Linked DNA regions of Sus scrofa: region 1 is linked to region 2. Evidence: chromatin contacts called from public Hi-C data. All regions are on one chromosome and are shown on one strand. The core of a region is the stretch at or near the end of the contact, and the rest is flanking DNA. Distances in the headings are between cores, read along the strand shown.

Evidence for each region. Hi-C and Micro-C count contacts between places; a contact is called where the count stands out from the background.
Region 1: a Hi-C map of omental adipose tissue shows a contact between it and region 2, with 2.4 times the contacts expected there. The contact joins two enhancer-like sites. A contact is called at or near these places in 3 of 5 promoter capture datasets (fetal liver, fetal skeletal muscle and liver), 12 of 47 Hi-C or Micro-C datasets (alveolar macrophages, embryonic fibroblasts, fetal skeletal muscle and 7 more) and 1 of 2 datasets of contacts at active chromatin or transcription factors (skeletal muscle).

Annotation. Positions count from the first base shown.
Region 1 is chr6:8,455,014-8,459,771 of Sscrofa11.1, forward strand. No RefSeq gene overlaps it. Among named protein-coding and RNA genes, the nearest start is that of MAF, 11 kb to the right of the region's middle. Within about 2 kb of position 3,093, at least 14 of the 83 cell types and tissues checked have an H3K27ac peak or open chromatin away from gene starts, as enhancers often do. A contact at or near this core is called in omental adipose tissue, where this site is marked.
Region 2 is chr6:8,017,637-8,022,290 of Sscrofa11.1, forward strand. All of the region lies in intron 3 of LOC106510465, which reads left to right. Among named protein-coding and RNA genes, the nearest start is that of DYNLRB2, 360 kb to the left of the region's middle. Within about 2 kb of position 3,220, at least 3 of the 83 cell types and tissues checked have an H3K27ac peak or open chromatin away from gene starts, as enhancers often do. A contact at or near this core is called in omental adipose tissue, where this site is marked.

The DNA.
Region 1 (4,758 bases), core at 1,843-4,342, 440 kb after region 2:
AAAGCCAGTGCGTTCAAGCCGAGGGCAAGGCCTGGGTGAGTAGCACGTGTATTTCAGCAGCTAGTAGCATTGTCATTTGGCCACGGGCTCTGTGCTGGGCAGGACGGCTCTTCCCTCACCCTCAGAGACTTCCCCACGTCCCTGCCCACCCTAGTTCCGGGTCTGGGTCGGCAGCAGATTCATGCCTGTGCCGCAGGGACCAGATTGGGGTGGGTGGATGACCGGTCCGATGACCCAGGCCGATGCGACCCCAGCCATGGCTTGGAGGTGCCCAGCTGGGGACTCAGACTGACTCCCGTTGGACCCACTCTGGGGGGGATTTAGGGCTGGAGCTGCCACAGCCATCATGTCCCCTGGGGAGCTGGCATGTCAGGTGGATGGAAGCCAGTTCCGGCGACACCAGATGACTCCTGACCCCCTGCCAGGCCTGCACCCAGCTCTGTCCCTGCAGCTTTTGGTCACATGGGCTTCCAAGTTCTCTTTTAGCTTAAGTCAACTTAAGGCAAAGTTTTTTCACGTTTTGGAAAAATGTGGGTTTTGGAGTTCCCTGGTGGGGTTTTGGAGTTCCCTGGTGGCTCAGTGGGTTAAGGATGCAGCATTGTCACTGCTGTTGGGCGAGGTCAGTCCCTGGCCCGGGAACTTCCACATGCAGCAGGGAAGGCCAAAAAAAGGCGGGGAGCTCATTGGCACACCACATGCCCTGAAAACTGAACCTCAAAGACCATGCAAAGAACTCGGAGATCACACTACAAGGAAACAGCAGGAGCCCACCTTGAACCCACGGTACCTGATGTCTACTTCATGCACTCCAGACACTCCAGAAGGCTCCAAAAGAGAGGTCGAGATACTCCCCATGGGAGACCCACAAACAAAAGGCAGGCGTCAGGGAGGGATCCTGGAAGCAGTGGCAATTGCATTAGCCACTGGCTTTTAGGGAATGCTTATTAGATGCCAGTCCCTGTGCTCAGGACCTTGCACAGGACCTGAGCCTGGGAGTGAGCAAGCTGTGGGCATGGAGAAATGGGGGCAGGGTGGTGATCATGTTTAAAGATTGCAAAAGAGTGTCCGTGTGCCTCGAAGCCCTGGGGAGGCAGCAGTGACTCAAAGCTGGAACCGGGCCCGCTTCGGCGGCAGCGGCAGCCAGATTCGGAGCACAGACAGGACACTTTGGTGCACCCAGGATTTCATGGCTTCCCTGTGTTTATCCAGAATTCCACCCCAGCAAGATTTGCCAAGTTCCACCTGGGTTCGAGGACCCGCACATCTCTCCACCCTGCTTCCACCCAGTTCCAGCTCCGGAGGACATAGGCTAATGGTCGAGCAAGATAACCACCCTGGGAACCGAGGGAGGGGCCCGTTGGACGAGTGAGTGTAAGAGCTGCCTTATTGCAACACCGCAGCCAGCCACCCTGCCCCTTTCAAAGGCATATTTTCTGGGACACTTGGCAGGACCTTCTGTGTGCCTTGGAACTTCAAAAAATGAGGTGAGAGAGTTCCCATTATGGCTCAACAGGTGAAGAATCCGAGGTTGTTTCTGTGAGGATGTGGGTTCAATCCCTGGCCTTGTTCAGTGGGTTAAGGATCCAGCATCGCCGCAAGCTGTGGTGGAGGTGGCAGACGCGGCTCAGACCCAGTGTTGCCATGGCTGTGGCGTAGGCCTCAGCTGCAGCTCCAACTTGACCCCTAGCCTGGGAACTTCCATATGCTGCAGGTGCGGCCCTTAAAAAAGAAGAAGAAAATAAGAAAAAAAGAAAAAAAGGGAGGGGGAAAGGGAAAAAAAGGAAAGAAAAAAGGCAAGGAATCAGTGTTCGTTCAGTCACGTTCCTTGAATAAGCATTTATTGAGCACCTGCTGTGTGCACTGCAGGAGATGAAGGAGGTGGGGAGATAACCATCATTCTGGCTTCAAAAGGCTCACAGGGCAGGTGATACGGCCCCGGGAGGACCCAAAGGCTGTGAGAGCAGAGACCAGAAACCAGCGTGCACCTGAGCCTCAGGTAAAGCTTTTAAGAGGATACCTGAGACAGGAAGAAGGATCTCGAGTGGCCGGAGACGGGGGCAGAGGGATGCTGGGGAGAGGGAGAGTGGCAGGTGGGCAACAGGCTGCAGAAACTCAAGAGAAATGGAAAGAGCGAGGAACTGTGCCAGATTCAGGGGTACCTACGACCGTAAGGCAGGCGCAGCAAAGATAGAAAACGCTTCCATAGCGCCTAGTCCACATGAGGCCCCATCGATGGAAACGGTGTGTGTAACAAGCAGATCCGTCCTTCTCAGCAGCTACCGTGGGGCCGCCTGACGTGTGCCAGGCACAGGGGACACGTGCTCATGGTGATGACAAAAACCCTCTGCACCTTTGACCCCCGAGGAGCCGGGGGCCTAGAGACTGGGTGGACCAACTTGCCCAGATCGCACACTTGGGACAGGGCAAGACTCACACCCTGTGCTGGCCTGGGGCCAAAATGCAGCATCTCCTGGCTGGCGTCTCTCCCCAGGAACCGTCAGCAATGCCTGCGCTACTCCCTGCCGCTCTGCCACCAAGGGCTCTCATCATCGTTATCCTAAACCCCCAGCATCCTCTGGCCTGGAGGTGCAGGAGGGGTTTGCCCCCTCCCCCTGCTCTGCCTCCACCCCCACCCCCGCCACGCTGGCTCTGTCATTTGGATCTCGAAGCTCTCCTGACCTCGTCATGATGACCCGTCAGGGCTTTACGTCCCGGCATGGCAGCCCCGTCTGTGTCACGGGCTTTGGTCCACGCCCACCTACCCTGTATTCAGCCTCGGAGGGCCGAGAACATTCCCTCCCCGCGGCAGTCCAGATCTGTGTAACTCTGCACGCAGTCCAGTCCAGCTCATTTTCAGCCGGACATAGGAGGTGGAGAAGCCAGGGAGGCTTTGCCGAGGTCAGAGGGTGAGTCAGCAGGCCGTGTCCGGGCCGGCCCACCTCCCCCTCCTGCCAGCGCCCACACGGCTCAGCCCTGGTCAGCAGCTCTTCACGGAGCTTGGAGTCCCCGTCACCCACTCCAGAGCCCCGAGGATCCTGGGTCGAGTCTGCTGAAGCGGCCAGTGCCAAGTTCTCAGGCGGGACAAAGACCCCAGACAGCAGGTCATAAATACACACCCCCTCCCTCCTGCTTTCATCCTCTGCTTTCTCTGCAAGGAGGCGAGACAGGAGCCCAGAAGAGCAGATTCTGCATAGGGTTGCACGTTTAGATCCTTTCAAGACAGACCCCGGGGAGCCAGGAGCAGCTCAAAGGTGGACACTGGCAACTCTGAACTCCTCTGTTCAAGAAAACACCTCGGAGCTGCCCGGCTTCAAAACTGGCATCAGGAAGTGGCAGGCAAGGTGTGATGTCAGCCAGCAAAACCGGGGAGGAAGGAAGGGAAGGCAAAGAGCCTTCCACACGCACACAGAGCCCTTCGGCTGAGGTTTTCTAGGTTACATCTATTTTTTATTAGTCTCTGAGGTCCCACCTTCGGACAACTGCGGTATATTTTGACAGGGCAAAGGTTTACAAAGATCAAGGTAGAGGAAACTTCAACCAGTTTATCGAAGAGATGCGCCCCCTTTGACAGGGAGCTCTGTCTACACCATAACAAAGGAAAGTTATTTTAGAATTGATTAGAAGAGTGGGCATCGGACATCCAGATGGGGTGATTTAGTTTAAAATTACCCCGATTGGAGTTCCCATCATGGCGCAGCGGAAATGAATCCGACTGGGAACCATGCGGTTGCGGTTTCAATCCCTGGCCTCCATCAGTGGGTTAAGGACCCGGCGTTGCTGTGAGCTGTGGGGTAGCTCACAGATGCGGCTCGGATCTGGTGTTGCTGTGGCTGGGGTGTAGGCTGGCAGCGACAGCTCCAATGAGACCCCTAGCCTGGGAACCTCCCTAGACTGTGGGTGCAACCCTAAAAAGACAAAAGACCAAAAAAAAATTTACCCCAATTCCCAAAGAGGCCAATTCTAGGGTTGGTTTGTTTGTTTTCAGATTTTGGGGCTATAATTAACAAACGTAAATTGTGTATATTTCAGGATACAGTGTATATTTTGGTAAACGTATACATTGTGAAGTGATCACCACAATCAAGCTAGTTAGATGTGCATTACCTCATATGCTTACTAGTGGCTGTCGTGTGTGTGTGTGTGTGTGTGTGTGTGTGTGTGTGAGAACACTTACGACCCGCCCTGTTAGCAAATTCCAGCATACAGCACAGCTTGGTCACTGTAGCCACTCTGCTGGAGAGTCGATCTCCAGAATTTATTCGTCCTGCATAACCGAAGCGTTGTCCCCTTGGATCTGCATCTCCCCATCTCCTCATCCTTTAGTCCCCGTAGCTGCCGTTCTCAGCTCCCTTCGTGCCTGTGACTTGTTAAGATTCTACACATAAGTGAGATCGCTCCGTGTCTGTCTTTCTATGTCTGCCGTATTTTACTTAATATAGCGTCCTCCGGGTTCATCTGCGTCGTCCCCGAATGGCAGGATCTCCTCCTTTTTATCGCTGAATCATCATCCGCAGTGTGTGTACACCACGGTTTCTCTGTCCACCCCCTGCGGACGGACGCTTAGGTCGTCTCCATACCCTCACGCGTAGAGATAATGCTACCGTAAATACGGGAGAGCAGATATCTCTTTGGGATACTGATGTCATTTCCTGTGGCTGTAGACCCACAAGTGGGCTTGCCGCGTCGTATGGTAGTTCTACTTTTAATTTTTGGAGGCGCCTCCCCGTTCTTTCCGTAGCAGCTGCACCAAGTGACACT
Region 2 (4,654 bases), core at 1,970-4,469:
GCCGATTCCACAGGTTGTTGGCTGTGTGATGTTCTGTCTACCTGTATGCTTAGGAATTGGGGCACTTTTCTTTAAATATTATGAAAAAAAAATTCAGGCAGCATCAAAAGAGAGTGACATGGTGGGACATGTTCCTGATGGGTGTCGGGGAGAGGGCAGGGGCTCCAGACTGACTTTGTGACTAGGGCGACTCCCCTCTCTGAGCAGTAGGGGGTCGCCAGGGACCACCGCAGCATTTGACAAAAGGGTAGTGAACGCGGAAGGGGCAGTGCAGGCCCTGCCTCCATTTCCCCCGAGCCCGGAGCCCGGAGCCCTGTGAGGGAGCACGCTCTGCTCTCGCAAGCACTCAACAGGTGGCAGTCTTCCCCCAGCCTCGGCAAGCTGCGGGTGCCAGCGGGGCTGCCTTTTCCCGGCAGCCTTAGCCGGGATGCTCCTCTCCAGAGAAGGTCTTTCCCTTCCCCGGAGGAGGGTCTTCTGCCAGGGCTCCCAACTCTAATATCCTGCGCCTGGCCACCCTACCAGGGCTCCCAGGATCCCCAGGAGGAGCCGGGGACTCTGCCCCTTGGTCCCCTCCTTTATGGAGAAACTCTCCAGGGGCCCCTCTGCCGGCCTCAGCTGGTGGGGGGTCCCAGACCTCGCTCAGGGAGGCTCCTCCTTCTGCAGGGCGGGCTCCGAAAACAAGAGGCAGAAATTTCTGGGAACTGGGGTGACGGCTCCAACAGAGAAAGGAGTATGAATATTTCATTAAGGTGGTTCAAGTTATCAAACAACATGACAAAACCAAATGTGTTGGCAGGAATCTGAGAAGCACATTAACATGGGTAAAAATAGTGGAAAAAGAGGCCCAGAGTGGGGACAGCCTCAGGGCGAGCCCCCGAGGGGTGCTGAGCAGAGGGCCCAGTTCTGCCAGCCCCTCCAGGGTGGCCTGAAGTGCTCCCCCCACTCCCCCCACTCCAAACACATTCCAGAGCGGGGCTCAGAAATGGCAGGACCTGGGGAGGGGGGTCTTTCCCCACCTCAGGGACTCTGGCTTTTGAGTCTGGGGGTTCCAGAAGCTGAGGGGCTCTTAGGCACTGCTCCCCTGGTCTGAGGGGCACAAGAGGCTGAAAGAGGCTTTGCACCCAGAGCTACCCCAGGAGGCGGCCCTTGAGTCTCCCAAGTCCGAGCAGGGGATCAAGGTCAGACGTACTGAGACCTGTTTGTCACCGTGAGGATGGGCTCCACGTGGGGTCCCCTGCCACCTCTGGACCACCACCAGGCCAGCTGTTTCCCAGGCCTTTCCCTGACGTGTCCCCTCTGGCTGAAGGACAGGAGCACACAAAGGCCCCTTTGTTCAGCTTCCACCGAAAGCTCTTAAGACATCTTGCCTCTGTATCTTGTGTGTCTCCCTTCATACAACTCAAGGCCACTTGTGTAGAGACTACTTGTGTGTAATTTCTGTATGAAATAGTAACATAGCCACATGCATTGAACTTAGCACTCTGCATATTTAATTTCTCATAAAGCTCTGATGTAGATAATATTATTATCCCCATTGACAGACTAGGACATTGAGGCTTAGAGCGGTTCCTCTCCAAAGGCACGCTGCTTGTAGATGTCAGAGAGGAATTGGGGTGTACGTTCCTTTGACTCCAGAGTCCTCCTCAAGCCGCCTTGGCTGGAGAATGTGTCAAAACCCTGTGGTTCCCAATTCCCTGACCGTCCTAGAGAGAAGCATGGGGCAGGGGACCTCCTGAAGAAGCCACAAAGTGAGGCCATGGGAGCAGGAGAAAACCAGGTGGTTTCTGAAGTTGGCTATTCGTGTGAGGCACTCGGCAGACCGCTCATCTGCCTAGAGCCTCAGGTTTCTCTAGTTGCTGTGAAAACCGACTAAAGAAGAATCAGTGTTGTGCCAGGCCTGGTGTCTGGCTCACAACTGGTGCTCAGTACACGGTAGAGCCGCATGTTGCTTCCTCGGCCCAGCTCCCCACGGTTCTCGACAGGGTTATTTCTTATGCCCAGGAAGAGTTTCTTCAGAGAGGCTGTGACTGGTGACTCCAAACCCAAGTTCTGTGTCACTCGGATGTTCTTTGCCTGCACCTCGAACTCCTCCTGTCTCAGCACTTTCCACATTGCTCTGTAGATTGTTTACTTACCCACATATCTCTCCTCAGCTGAGGACTTGATGTGGCAGGAAGTGTGTCCAGCTGGTTCACTGTGGAAAATCAAGGTATCATCTAAGAGCCTAAAATGCTAAAGTGATTGATGGGTATCTGTTGCTGTGTAGACGTATTGATGGATGGATGGGAAGGTGGATGGATGGATGAGTGGGATGGAGGGAGTGAGGGATGGATAGAAGGACGGATGGATAGGTAGATGAAAGGAGGACTCATGGGGAGAGGGATGGATGGATGGAAGGATGGGTGAGTGGGTGGGAGGACTAAGGGTTCAGTGGAAGGCTGGGTGAGTGGATAGATGGAAGAATGGACCAAGGTGTAGAGGGGTGGATGGGTGGTTGGATGGATGGATGAGTGGATAGAAGGACTAATGGATGGGTGGACGGGTGAATGGATGGGAGGTTCAGTGTGAGGGTGGATGGACTGCTGGGTGAGCTGGATGAATCATTTGATGTACAGATAGCTGAAGTACCTTGGATTATAACATTCCATCACGTGCACACGCACTGGTGTTTTCAGGAACACTGTCCTGTTGACTCTTGACTTTTCGGCTTTTACCTTCCTGAGACAGGTAGGAGCATTTCCCAAGGATGGCCCTGCCCCAGTAGAAAAGGGCTACTGTCCAGCCCTTACCTCCCTGGGCAGGGCCAACCTTGGGTATTTCCTAAACCTTCTGTTCCTTCACAAACTTACAGAAAGAAAGTTTTGAATATTTCTTTTTGGTAAGAATCGATGCCAAACTCTGTCACACATTGCCGCAAGCTTTCCTCCAGTCTGGAAAAGGGGCTGCTTAGGATTTCTGGAATCTTAAATTCCGCCTTTTTTGGTGTCTATGGGAAGGCGGGAGACTGAGAGCAGCTGACGATCAGGTTGCTGATTGCTCCACTGACCAGGAGACATCCCCACGGCCCTGCACTGCATGCTGGGTACGTGGGGGCTGCGGTGCTGGAGTCTGGGTCTCGGCAGTGCCGGGGTCCCAGCGGGGAGAGATCGGGGCTCAGGGAGAAGTGAGGGAGGGCAGGGCCAGTGGAACACTCTCAAGATAATCTGCTGCTCTTATCTCGACAGTACGTTTCCCCAACATGCATACTCAATGTACTTGAACTTGCAACCTTGGCAGCAAAATAACAGCTTTAATCTTTTGGGCCCCACGGGAGGCAGATTTTGGTTTGGAGAAGGCTTGGCGGGCGACCCATCCTGGGCTGGATCTCAGAGACCAAGCTGTGTCCTTCTCACCTCCTTTTCTCCTCCATGGCACTCGTCCTCACTCCTGAACCTCTCACTCAGGGGTCTCTCTCCCCCCACCCCCACACCCCCAGAAAGCTCTCAAAGTGGAATCAGATCAGTGCAGATCCACAGAGGTATGAAGGCCCGAAAAAGCTCTCGGCCACACCAGTGATTGGAATCATTCCTGGGGTCTGAAATTCCCATTTGCATTTGGCCAAAGAAATTCATATCTTAGATTCCCCAAGAAAGGAGGGGGTGGAGGTGGCCTGTCCAGAACTATTGCGTTTACTCCCTGTGGGAAAGAGAAACAGGATAAAATGAAGGGTGGAAGGAAGAGAGGGGAGCCAAGGAGGAAGGGAAGAAGGGATATTTGAAAGGACGGGCGGAAAGAAGAGCGGGCATGGCGTGTGATGTTTAGGGAGCATCTGTGTCAGTCAGGGTCTGAGCACATGTTCAGACGTCTTCTCTGATGTCCACAGCAGTCCGGCCAGGCACATTGGTTGACGCACGTTTGCTAGATGAGGGAAACGAGGCCCAGCAAAGTCAGCTCAAGTCAAGCCCAGCCTGAGGTCACACAGCAGCTGGAATTGGCTGCCTCCTGTCTCTCCCTCTTGTCTCTCCCTTTTGCTGTGATGAGGTGGCCAAGCATGGCCTGCTGAGGGGTCAGTGGGACAGCATGTCACTGTTAGGCGGTGACCAGGGCCTCTTTTTTGAGGTGACTCCTCCTTCTGAAACTCAGATGCTGAAATTGTCAGGCCTTAGAACCCACCACCTGGAGACGGCGGCCCAGTGAGAGGAAAGCTCTCGTCCAGGGACCTGCAGTTGTGTGAGGCAAGAGCTGGGCCCTGGTCTGTAGCCTCTGGAAGCCCAGCATGGCTGTGCGGGGCCTGATTGGAGGCTCCAACTCCGTTCTTGTGTGGAAGTAACCCAGGAGAACGAGATGGAGGGTGTGAGGTGATGACTTCCAGGCAGCCACCTTCACATAGCTTCTCTGTGATGGGGGATCGCTGTGGTATTCCTTTCAGATACCGCTGCGTGGTCCAGAACGTCACCTCATCCTTTCGGTCTATTAGACTATTTTGCAGACATTACTAGAAAGCATTCTGAAGCTATCAGCTGTATGCAGTGACCTTCGGCTTCAGAGGGAAGTTCATGGGCATGTTACTTTGACCTCCATAGATTGAGGTTGGTCCTAGGGGCTGATAGGGATTCCAGGAAAAGAAGGCTGATAAGGTGTAGGGAGAAAGACACCTGGAGTCAGGAGGCTTGAC